Linked DNA regions of Mus musculus: region 1 is linked to region 2. Evidence: chromatin contacts called from public Hi-C data. All regions are on one chromosome and are shown on one strand. The core of a region is the stretch at or near the end of the contact, and the rest is flanking DNA. Distances in the headings are between cores, read along the strand shown.

Evidence for each region. A called contact is a pair of places that touch in the nucleus more often than the background predicts.
Region 1: a Hi-C map of myocytes shows a contact between it and region 2, with 2.8 times the contacts expected there. The contact joins two enhancer-like sites. A contact is called at or near these places in 2 of 484 Hi-C or Micro-C datasets (bone marrow-derived macrophages and myocytes) and 2 of 115 datasets of contacts at active chromatin or transcription factors (acute myeloid leukemia and embryonic basal ganglia).

The regions. Positions count from the first base shown.
Region 1 is chr11:111,521,414-111,524,722 of GRCm38.p6, reverse strand. No RefSeq gene overlaps it. Among named protein-coding and RNA genes, the nearest start is that of Gm30158, 11 kb to the right of the region's middle. Within about 2 kb of position 1,837, at least 37 of the 459 cell types and tissues checked have an H3K27ac peak or open chromatin away from gene starts, as enhancers often do. A contact at or near this core is called in myocytes, where this site is marked.
Region 2 is chr11:110,631,473-110,634,822 of GRCm38.p6, reverse strand. No RefSeq gene overlaps it. Among named protein-coding and RNA genes, the nearest start is that of Gm46300, 81 kb to the right of the region's middle. Within about 2 kb of position 1,327, at least 12 of the 459 cell types and tissues checked have an H3K27ac peak or open chromatin away from gene starts, as enhancers often do. A contact at or near this core is called in myocytes, where this site is marked.

The DNA.
Region 1 (3,309 bases), core at 588-3,087, 890 kb before region 2:
GTTTGAATGGAACCATCTAGTAGCATGGAGACTAGTACTGGGGAAGAGACTTAAAAGTCAGATCCAGCTCAGGACCTCTGGGTCCTGTGTTTGAAGTACATGGAGTCTTTGGCCATAAGGACTTACCTTGCATTGCTAGGATGCAACGTAGACAATAGCTTAGGTTGTGGGATGTTCAAGTAGTGCTATTCAGACTACGGGGGTGGGGAGCACTGGATATAGCACCAAGCTAGGCCTTCGAGGTTGGGAAGGCTTCAGGAATGTACAAGAAGTAGAGGGTTGGATGGATATTCCTACAGTCTTAAAGTCCAAATTTCCATTAAAGCCAGAAGTTGTTAACTAGTGCAGGAAAAAAAAATTATGACATTCTAGAAAACACAGAGGACAAACATTCATATCCCAGATTTTCTTGGGCATTTCTTTTTTCCACATATCAGATAACCAGTAATTCTGAAATCTACCACAGAGATGGAACACAATCATACTTCAGCTTCTTTTCATTCTTTCTTTTACTTAAAAAAAAACCCTTTTAACAGAATGAAAACTCTTTTAATTTTTTTATTTTACTTCTAAATAATCAATTAGAGGAGGAAATCCAGGGATTTAGAATCATGAGTGAACTGTTCTCTCACTTTGTAAATCGGCTTTGCAAAACACAGTAGATCAGAGAATTCATGATAATTATACATGGTAACTTATTAAAACTAGAATTATAGAAAATAAATGGCACCAAGCTAACAAAAGACACTGACACGTTACAAGATGCCGCTGAGCAAAAGAAAGGAAATGTTTTGTGTGCAAGTACCTGAATGTCACTTTTGGCTCTCACAAGTATGGGTTTCAATTTTCAACTTTTGTTGGGTCCCCACAAATCATGGCTCCTGCCCCAGTATTTGTTTAATAAAATTTATTATTTGTACATGAGATGAGAGTCTCTTAGAATCCACATCCCATAAGGGAGTTCCGGTAGGATAGCAGTGGCTTATTTCAGGTGGACCAGAACACCCAAAACAAATGAAAGCACGTCTAATTGGTTTGGCCAACAGGTGGCGCCATTGTGCTGGGGGGGAAAGCATGCCCTCCCTTATGGGAAGTTGTAGGCAATATTCTGGGTGTGGAGATCTCGGGGCTCAATAGACGATCGATCAATCTCCTTTTTGTCCACTTATGTAGGAGCATTAATGCAAGACGAACGACAGCACCTCCCACAGCTCTCAATTCTGTTTATTCTGTTTCCCTTTTACATGAAAGTTTGACTTTACTGGTCTTATTTCTAACCCATGTTTTGTGAATCGTGGTTCAAATTACGGTTGCTACTAATATAATGCATTTCTTCTTTCTGTGTTAAAGAGAGACCAGAGCGTCTTTATTATCATTTCTGTTTTGGCAATGCTAGACAAGCGATGGTTGACTGAAATGTCATAGACTTTGGGGAGAAATAGAAATTATGCAAAAGCATAACGCAGTGACTTTTATTCTTTGCGGTTAGTGGTCTATTTTATTGCTTCGTCCCGAAATAAAAGCCGTCCAATTAAAAATATAATTACTTTTCTGGTAGTGTGTTTAAAACGAAAGATCTGACAGGATGGTATTTAAATATGCATCCTAGCTTTTGTAGCAGACGATGAAACCAAAGACTGCTTCTCTCTGTTCATTAAAAATTCACCCTTTTTTTCCTTCAGAGCAAGTCTGTTGACTGTTATCTTCTGCCCCGTCCCTCACCCTCCCCAGGGCAGTTTAATTTCGGGATATTGCTCTTCTTTGTATTCCTCCCACGCTGTTGTGAAGTGTTGCTATGAGGCAGAGGAGCAGCTGCTATGCCTGTCCCCAGCAGTGGCTGGATTCCAACAGTGGGCACAGGCAGTTATGTAAAGATTAGCTTTCAAGGTTTCCTGGGAAACTAGTGATACTGGTCCAGTCAGATTGGACACAGAAAACGAGAAGATTAAGTTTAACTTTGGACAAACGAACTGCGAGTGGTCAGTCCTGCGGGGGTGGGGTGGGGGGGGGGTGGGGGGGGTGCGACTCTGCAAGCTCAATCCACAGTAGTCGGCTTCACCTTTATTTTGAAAGCATATAATATATTCATATTGGAGAAACATTGAAATTATCCAGGCGACAAAGATAGTCGTGTTGAAATGAAGTTTACCGCCTTATTCACTTGCCCAGGGTCGTTACCTAAAATGATTTTGTTGATTAACAAGATACTAAACTTTCCCTCACTACGCACAAAAAAGCAAAACCGAGTAGAAGCTGCAGTTGTTTGATGAATTCAACATGCAAAACACTAAGCTAGGCAAGGTCAAAGTTCACCTCGTAATTTGCTCATTCCATTTCGCTGGAGTATCGAGTAAAGTTACACTTGGTTCTGTGTCAGATTTTGAAAAAAACAGAAAAATCCATGCAGTATGTCTCATGGAAGCCCCATAGGTTAGGAAAAGAAACGAGAGACATTGAAAGCCTGATGTGGCCCGATGATCCATCCGTGGATGTCTGAAGGCCACTGGGGGACTCTTCTTTTAATTAGCACCCTCTGTGGAAAATTCTAGAATGCCTACTCTAGTAGAACAACTATTGCTAAATGCTGGAGAAAAGTCACTTGGAGTCTCAGTTTTAAAAATGCCTGTCTAGATGATACAAACAGAAACTTCTGAATGGTTGGTTGGATTGCTATATTTTGGCCAATAACTCACAGTCCAAAATGCAATTAGTTAAGACATCAGTCCAACCTGAAAGAGCTTCAGTATAAAGAAGTAGACAGACTGGTAATAAAGAAAGGAAGATCATTCTATTGCAGAAATTCACAAATATTACAAATTAGTAATTTGCTGCGGACTGACCTCAGTCGGGCTCCCCTCAATCCGTGCTCCGGAACTCGGAGTTCCAGACAGGTGGGCAATGGAGTTGGCGAGAAATGACAAACAAATACAGACCCAGAGAGAGTGTGTATCTGAATGTAATTTGTCTCAAAGTGAGCACCAGTCTTATAAGTGACTTTTTCACAAAACAGAGGAATGCATACAAAAAGCTAACATGAACCAAGTGGGATAAAAATCAATGTTAACAACTGGGATCGAAAGCAACCCCATCTAAGGTCAGCTTAATCTTAGAAGTCAGGGACAAGGGCTTCATGCCCTTGCCATAGTTCCAATTCTAGTCTATTGTATAGTCCACCTTCCCCCTAGGGCATTGTAAATTCCTGTGTAGGAGTGTAACTCAGCTATCTATAGTTCTAAGTATCTACTCTGGTTCCTCCTTAGACCACAACCTTCCTTCTTCCTAGAATTTCCATATGTAAATTCTTGCATA
Region 2 (3,350 bases), core at 78-2,577:
AGAGATGGCTCAGCTTGCAAAGTGCTGCCATGGGGACACAAGTACCTGAACCGAGGTAAAGGCTGGGTGTGGCGGCACTTGCTTGTATCCTAGAGCTGGGGAGGCAGGAACAGGTGCAGACTGATTGATGATAAACAAGTCCTAGTGTGAGAACTTATCTCACAAAGAAACAAGGGGGGTGACTATGAGTAATGACACCTGGGGTTGAGCTGTGGCCTCTATGTGCATACAAGCACGTGCACACGCATGTACCTGCACACGCACACAAAGAAAGGGAGAGAGGAAAGGAAGGAGGAAGGGAGGGAATAGAAGGGAAGGAAAGGAAAGGAAAGGAAAGGAAAGGGAAAGGGAAAGGGAAAGGGAAAGGGAAAGGGAAAGGGAAAGGGAAAGGGAAAGGGAAAGGGAAAGGGAAAGGGAAAGGGAAAGGGAAAGGGAAAGGGAAAGGGAAAGGGAAAGGGAAAGGGAAAGGGAAAGGGAAGGGAAGGGAAAGGAAAGGAAAGGGAAGAGAGAGGAGGAGAGGGGAGGGGAGGGAAGAGGAGAGGAGAGGGGAGGGGAGAGGAGGGGAGGGGAGGAGAAGAGAAAAGGAGGGAGTGACAGGAGGCCTCAGGGAACCAAGAGGAAAGGAAAAACCCCAGGAAGTCACAGAAATGGGTGTAGAAAACACCAGACTTGCTTGTCAACATTCATTTTCCTCCTCTTCAAAGATCTGGTTTTGATTAGGTATATAACAATTGCCACCCCCATCCCACCCCATAGATGTGATTTTAGAACGGGCTTGGCTACTCCTGCTGCCCCCAGGGATTGGCCCTGATTGACATGGATCAGTCATTGACACTGTACTCCCTGCCAATGATGAAGCCTCAAGAACAGACCTGGGATCCATTTCTCACTACCATGACACCAGCAGAAGACCCACGGGACTTCTGCAGAGTGCGTCTCTGGACTTAAGCAAACACAGAATGAGGTGGCCCCTTTTCTGCCTCTGGCTGTTGTCACATCTGGAGGTGACTTGAATCTGCCACAGCCTTTCTCCAACCGCAAGGAAAATGAGCTTTAGCAAGGAGCCTCACTGACAGGGACAAGAATGGAGACACGGAAGGACACTGGGTTCTAAAATTAGTCAGCCTCTCCTGTGGCAATAAACAACTCCAATGTGTTAGTGGCTTAAGGCAACGCGTATTTATTTCCCTGTGTCATCTGAGGGCTGTGGGACTTCTGGCTTCTGACCATCCCAAGTGTCTTCACATTCCAGACCCAGGCTGAGTCGCAGCTGTTACTGAGAGCTGTTGTTCTCCTGGTACATGGCTGCAACCTGCCAAGGGGAGCAGAGCCAAGCCATCCCTTCAAAGTGTCTGCATGGCTGTGTCATGGCTGAGCTCTCAGGGTGACACATAATCTGGGGAATATAATGAGGCAAGCCAGAATCGATAAGGGGAGGAGTCTTTGAGGAATCAAAGGGAAGTGAGTGGGAATATCTGAATGTCATCAAACAAAAACAGGGGTCTCATTGTTTCAGGGACCCAGTGGTGGCATGGTTGAGACAGTGGTGGATGCATCCTCAGGCCCTTCTGGATGTCCCCAGCTATGACATAACATATTCCTTGATGTGTAATTCTGAGTTTTCTGTGGCCTGTTCCTTTTACAAGGAGATAATCTAACCATCCACTGCAAGCCCCAAATGTTCTCCCATTCAGAAGTGGAAGTGTAAACCTGAGACTGCCACCAGACTAGGTAAAAGAAAAATCCCATCAGACTAGATAGAAGAAAAATCCTGCCTTTGCAGGCACAGATTGCCTTTCCAAAGAGATCAGCATTTTCCTCCACAGATGTGAACAGTGAGCTAAGTCTCCTATAGTGGTGGGATAGGTCTAAGGCTGGGTGGTAAAAGGCAGTATAGGCTACAGCTTTAGTATAATGCCAGAGATGCTTTGGGGTTTATTTTCATGTCACTAAATACAAGACCTATAGGGGCTGGGGAGGTGGATCCATGGGTCAAGTGACTGGGGAGCAGCATGAAAAATTAGTTCAGATCCTCAATAACTACGTAAAACTCAGGTATGGGAATACATGTCTATAATCTGATCACAGAGAGAATCAATGGGAGGAATCTGGCCAGCACCCAGGAGAAGAGATGGAGGGTATCTGAGGCTCACTGACCAGATGAAATGCTAAGTCCCAGGTCAAGTAAGAAAACCTGTCACAAAAAAATAAGGTGAAGACTGATAACAAAGGATACTTAATATTGACTTCTGACCTCCACACATTTGCAACTCTTCGTCTCCACACGTGTGTACATATGTGAACATACAAACACACACATACATAAAAACCGCATTCACACACACACACGTGCATGCATACCTATGCACATACATACCTAGAGAATCTGAGAAAGAAAGGAAGTCAAATTGACATCATTTTCCATTATCTGTTCAATCAAATACCTCTTATAGAGAACTAAAACAAACAAACAAACAAAACCCGTGTTAGTCAGTTTTAAAATTGTTAAGTGAGAACACCTGAGATAGTCAACTTCTGAAGCGGAACAAATGCTTCGTCTCCTGCTTTCAGAGGAATAGCCCACAGTCACATGACCCAGCTGCTTTGGGCCTGTGGGAAGGCAGGACACCATGTCAGGAATCACCCGAAAGAGCAAAGCTGCCCTCTAATGACAGCCAGGAAGCAAAGAGAGAAGGAGAAAGGCTGAGGTCCTGCCATCCCCCTCTTACATAGTCCAACCCCCTAACGTTTGAATCACCTCCACAGTGCCATAAACCATCAACCAACCTTCAGGACATTTCCACAGGCCTCCGCACATATGGAGTCTCTCATGCTAAGCCCCAAATTTAGAGGCATCTTCCTATGTGTTCTACTTCCTCCTTCATTTACATAGGATACAATATGGTCTGACTCATAGGTCAAAATATGTGTATAGACTTTGAGTAATTTAGTTACTATATCTACTGATCATATATAAGTACATATATACACATTTATGTATATAACATAAATACACTAATACTAATATGTGCTAGTACAAATGTACTTACATATGTATATACATATAAATACATATACTACTTATACTGTATATATACTTTCATACATATATGGGCAAATTTTGTATGTGAGTTTACACGTATTATATAGATATGAAATGTAAATACATACTGGTTACCATGAGAGAGAGTAGGTTTGAGTCTATCAGATGACAATGTTGAACTTTGCAATATAAGAAGTTTGTGGAGAGAGATAGACACAGGAGGTACACTTACACCTCTGCTATATCCCAGGATGACCTTGCAAGAACTTTCACTGAACTTTAAAGAACAACATTAACAAGGGCATTC